Linked DNA regions of Sus scrofa: region 2 is linked to region 1. Evidence: chromatin contacts called from public HiChIP or PLAC-seq data. All regions are on one chromosome and are shown on one strand. Each heading gives the region's core, a stretch centred on a gene start, on an enhancer-like site or on the middle of the called end of the contact. The rest is flanking DNA. Distances are from core to core; before and after follow the strand shown. Region 1 holds the start of AASDH (acyl-CoA synthetase family member 4). Region 2 holds the start of SRP72 (signal recognition particle subunit SRP72).

Region 1 (2,700 bases), core at 146-2,645:
CAGTCTCCTTCCACCAATGCTGAAGGACACTTGTGTTGAAGAGAACCCTGTGCCTTTTCAGGTATTATGGAAGCCAGGCTGCCTTTGCAGTGCTCTAGGCAGAACAAAGCCGGAACCCTGATCATTTATAACTGAGCAAGGGCTCCTGTGCCATCAGAGCAGAGAGCCACACCCTCTGTTGTTGTTCCTGGGTTCCCAGAATGTGGAAATTCTCTGGCCAGGAGTGCCACAGCAGCCACCCAAGCCACTGCTGGATCCTTAACCTGCTGCACCACAGGAGAATGCCAAAGCCAAACTCTCTGGCAGAGAGTGTTTACAAAACAGCAGGGGTTTGTTTGCAGGGTGCCAAGCAAGGGAGTGGGAGACAGGTCTTAGATCCAGTCTTGGTTTGTAAGCGAGGGGTGCTTTAAAGGGGGAAGAACAAGGAAAATGGGATTAATCACCATTTCTGTCACATTTCTTACTGCTGAGTTGGGAGTCAATTTGTCTCAGGTTTAGTCTCTGGCCAGGTGATCCAGGTCAGTGAGCTCATCTTGCCCTGGAGAAACAATCTAAGTTTGTGTGTTAGTGATGACAATATATACAACAGCGATTTTAGTATATGAATGATGTTATCAACAACAGTGATCTTTGTCATCTGACTGGTTGACTAGTGTTCAGTTACTACAGGATTGAGGTCAGAGGGAACAGGAAAGGGAATAAAGTTACCGAGGAGATTAATCATACTCAATAAGGGAACTCGGTTTTAGGGGGACTGAGTTTCAGCTTCCTCTCTGCTACCAGCACAATAGCTTAGAAAAATTACTATTATTTCTCTTGACATTGTAAATAACTAACTTGCATGCTTCCAATTACAACACCTTCGTTAAAATAGATTTTTATTCAGGCCTGTGGCTCAAGTTACTCTCTCCCCCTCAAACCTGCTTTTTAATAGCTCCTAGTGAAAGCTGAAATTTTGTTATTTAAATTCATCTGAATGTTAGGGACTTCGTTTGCGGGCTTCACTGCTACAGTCACAGTCTCCGCAATGTGGGGAGGGTTTTTTTTGTTTGTCCAAGTGATGAAGTCCAGTCCCCTGCGTATTTCACTCTGGTTTCAATGCTCTTCACATCAACCCCCCGGGACAGCTTTATCCCCACTTTAGAAACGAGGAGGCAGCTGCCCGGAATTGAGGTTTCTTGGCAAGCACAAAAGGGTGCAACTCCAAGCAGGTCAGCTCCAAAGTCCCTGGAAGCTGCCCTCAACGCCTCTATACTAGAGCGGAAACTTGAAAGGAGAGGAGCTGGCGACACCCACACCAACTCTTTTCTCTGGTTGGCCCGGCACTTCCAGGAAGGGGCGAGGCGGGGCGGGGCGGGGCGACGCTTCCTTCCCGGGTCGCTCGCGATGACGTAAGCAAGGCGCCGCGGAAGGACGTCACGAGGCGACGCTGAAGGCTGTTGCGAGAGCCCGCGCTGTGCGGCACCCTGCGGGCCGCGCGGTGGGCCGGCTCTTCCCCCCGGGGCGCTGGTTTGTCTGTGTGCGTGAACTGGCGTCGGGGCTGTGCTGTCGGGACCTCGTCGCCACCCCCTTCCCGCTGACCTCTCCCCGCTAGGCCTTCAGACTGGACTTCCGCGGGAGGCAGTGTCCAGGCGGACGTGTGTGAGGGAGGAGTGGGGCGGCAGCACCTGGGCTGGCTGCGCACAAGTTTGCTTAGGTTCAGGGCCGCCGACAGGTCTCGGCCGTTTATCAGTGGTGCCTGGTGGATGGAGTGGTGCACAGGCTGCCCTGGAGCCCTGTGCTTTCTTCGGTCTGCTGCCTTAGACCTTCTGCTCCTTTCGCATGGAAATGTCTACCTCGTCTTGCTGGCGTGGTTTTGGAAAGCAATTGAAAAAAATCTGTTGGAGGCTATAAAGTGCATTGCTGTTAACGTAGTCGCATAATCTAAATTAAAAAGCCGATGGATACGGGAAAATAAGCTTTTAGATTATTTATCAATCTTTAAAATGGTAAGTCACCATTTAGGAAAGTCACCAAGACCTCTGATGACTAAGTATCAGCCTCTACAGATGTAAATAAAATAGCAGCTGTCCTAAAACTGAATGATCCTGTTACACATATAATCTGTTTATCAGATTTTGCTTGTTCTTTTTTTTTTCCTTATATGGTCCCAGTGTTTGGGCATCCAGTAAGTATAGTACTCTCTGTTGGAGCGAATGTATTTATGATTCAGTTAATGAAAATAAAAACTTAAGACAACAAGAATAGATGTTGCCTTAATTCTCTGTAGCATCCAGTGGGAAACTAGCAATTAAAAAATCTTAATTGTGGAGTTCCCGTTGTAGCTCAGGGGTAATGAACCAGACAGTATCCATGAGGACATGGTTCTGATGCCTGGCCTGGCTCAGTGGGTTAAGGATCCAGCGTTGCCCCTGAGCTGTGGTGAAGGTCAGAGACGCTGCTGGGATCCTGCTTTGCTGTGGCTGTGGTGTCCCCTAGGTTGGGAACTTCCATATGACACAGGTGTGGCCCTAAAAAAAAAAAAAAAAAAAAATCTTAATTGTGTAGATATTTGTGGGGAATGTTGGAATTTGTCATGAAAATGGCATTTTCTAAAGTAATTTTACTCATTTTAGAGTCTTGTCCTTTTCTTTGCTGTCAAGTAATTTTAGTGGTCTTTGTGTGGACAGTTAACTGCTGTATATGTTTTTGCTTTGAAAT
Region 2 (2,700 bases), core at 201-2,700, 84 kb before region 1:
CAAGCTCTGATTCGACCCCGAGCCTGGGAACCTCCATATCCTAAGAAGACAAAAGGCAAAGTAACTAAATAAATAAACGTCCAATAAAAAAAGAGAAGAAGCAAGAATGAAGCTGTTTACTATAGCTTTTTCATCTTGGGACACACGCTACATCATACATATTTCATTACTTCACAGCAAAAGAAAAAAGTTCACATAGAACTTGGAAGCAAATGTCAGCTTTGAGTACAGGGTTGTCACTAATGCCTTGAGGTCCTGGACAAGTCATTTGACTGCCAAATCTCAATTTTCTTTTCTTTTTTGTCTTTCTGCCTTTTCTTGAGCTGCTCCCAAGGCATATGGAGGTTCCCAGGCTAGGCGTCTAATCGGAGCTGTAGCCACAGGCCTACGCCAGAGCCACAGCAACGCTGGGATCCGAGCCGCGTCTGCGACCCACACCACAGCTCACGGCCACGCCAGATCCTTAACCCACTGTTAAAGGATGAACAGTAAAGGCTGTTGAAAATTCACACTTGTATGTTACAGAAATACCTCGTATGTTATTTCTGTAACTACATTTCCACACCTAACAAATACAGGGAATATCTTCAGGTAAAAATTTACCTCGACAGAGCTTAAAAAGCATGGCCGTATTACACTTGGATGACGAAGGATAAAATATGGGCTGAACGTCATATCGGAGGAGCTGACTCGAAATGATCAGATAAACTTTGCTTTGCAAGGTTATTTCAAACGTCACTGCTTTTACACACTCTTTTTCTGGTGTGGGGCGGGCCTGTCTGCGGACGTCGGATCCAGCCCGAGCCTCTACCCCGAGTGGGTGCGGCTTCCACCTCGTCAGTGCTAGCTTCCCAATGACGTGTCCTAGGCGCTGCCTCCCCGCGCTGCGCCCCAAGAGAACAGGCCCCTCAGCGATACTGTCTCATCACCCCGCTAAAAGGCGGGCGAAAAGGACGCGATGGGAATGGAGCATTTGCAAGACTGGACGTGCAAACAGTGCAGTGTAATAAAAACACCTTGGAGGGGACTCCGGCAGCTGCAGTCCCTTCAGAGATGCCCTGGCCTCGCGCAGAAGGTAGAGAGGGAAGCAAACGTGGCCTGAAGCCGCCACGGACCCAGGGCCGGCCAGGACGCGGAGGGGCTGCGTCCCGCGTCCGCTGGGCGCTCCAGCCGCGGCGGCGGTGGGCTCTCCCCTCCCCGGGTCTGCCGGGAGGTGGTCACGCGCCCCCGAAGGAGGCCGCATCCTCCCGGCGGGCCGGCTCCCCCGGCCCCGGCGCCCACGCGGGCACTTACTCTTATTGACGGTTTTGAGAGCGCGCGTAAAGTCGCCGTTCTGGCCGTAACGGTTCACTTCGCTCCAGAGTGCAGGCACCGACACCCCCCCACCGCCGCCACCGCTCGCCATCTTGGCGGGGACGCGGGCGACCTCTGACCCGGAAGAGGATGCGGAGGGTCCGCGCGAAGCGGAAGCCGGGGCCGCGGGGCTCGGGGGTCGGAGGCACCCAGAACCGTGAGGCGGTGTCGGCTCCGCCGGCGTGGTTCGTAGAGCTAGGAGTGCACGTAGACAGAGCCGATGCGCCGTACTTGGAGCGGGTTGGAGGAACAACCCCTGAAGCCCGGGGCGGGGGGGCGGGTAGCGGGGCGGCGGCGGCGCAACGTGCGTTTCCGGGGTGGTGGCGGCGCAGCGTGCCTGCAGAGGCGGAGCTGGGCAGCAGTCCCCGGAGCCTAGGGGAGGCCTGTGTGGTGGGGAAGCACTGCTGGAAGCCGTGGGAGGCCTCGCTAGGGGAGGGCAGGGCCGAGTCGGCTTCCTGCTGCCTAGAACTGCCCCGAGGAATCACCGTCCGAAGGGGGTCTGGGCAGGGGATTCGGAAAACCTGGGGCTGGTTCTGGGTAATCCAGGCGGAGAAGCGAACATGAGGAAAGGCACAGAAAAAGCAAAGACTCTCCAGGCGCCAAGCATGTTTGGTGAATCCCCCTCGGCTGCCAGGTCGGGAGCAGTGGGCACTAAGGCCCGAAGGGTAATGAGTTTGGAGCGAGAATACCCAGGTACCATTCCTGGCTCTGCGACCCCCCAGATGTCTGACGGAGCGGGATGTCAGAGTCCCAGTTTTCGCCACCATAAAGTATGGGTGACGTATCAGGGTTGTAGGATAAATGATACCTACGCATCCGGGCACAATAAGCGCTGGAGTGACACAGGAATGTAGGGGTTAGGATGTGTTTGAGGGTCAGGACCGAGTACCTAAAGGAGTGTGCTCCTCCGGAGAATGACAGGCTCTTCCATTGAACGCCTCCTCTGCAGACCCATTTTTGGCACCATCTTACCGCTTCCTGCCACTCCCCGCCTCTTTCCCAGCAGCCTAGCTAATGCCTTTTCTATATCGCTGTGTCCTTCTGGTTCCAGAGAACAAGTTAGCACTCTGATTGCGCAGCAGTTCCCCCATGACACCCTCTTGGAGCTCTCTACCCTGAGCACTGCTCGTTTAAGGTCCGTCTCTCCACAGGGACTACAATTCCTAGTGGCCCTAGGATTTAGCACGTTTCCTGGCCTATAGTTGGAACGCTACTTTTTAACTGAATGGACTTTTACTTATTTCTCCCCTACTCTTTGCGTTCTTTGTGAGCAGAAGCGATGTCCAGCTCCTGGTTATGTCCCATGGCGCCTGGCACATTCCATCTGTGGTCCCTATGTGCAGTGGA

Evidence for each region. HiChIP or PLAC-seq counts read pairs in DNA pulled down with a chosen protein or histone mark.
Region 2: an H3K27ac HiChIP or PLAC-seq map of alveolar macrophages shows a contact between it and region 1. The contact joins the promoter of SRP72 here to the promoter of AASDH in region 1. A contact is called at or near these places in 1 of 5 promoter capture datasets (liver), 6 of 47 Hi-C or Micro-C datasets (blood, heart right ventricle, liver and 2 more) and 2 of 2 datasets of contacts at active chromatin or transcription factors (alveolar macrophages and skeletal muscle).

What each region holds. Positions count from the first base shown.
Region 1 is chr8:55,644,216-55,646,915 of Sscrofa11.1, reverse strand. It overlaps AASDH (acyl-CoA synthetase family member 4), which reads left to right and starts at 1,395. Exons shown (of 15, transcript XM_021101363.1): 1 at 1,395-2,502. The coding sequence starts at 2,494.
Region 2 is chr8:55,727,952-55,730,651 of Sscrofa11.1, reverse strand. It overlaps SRP72 (signal recognition particle subunit SRP72), which reads right to left and starts at 1,450. Exons shown (of 20, transcript XM_021100536.1): 1 at 1,294-1,450. The coding sequence starts at 1,405.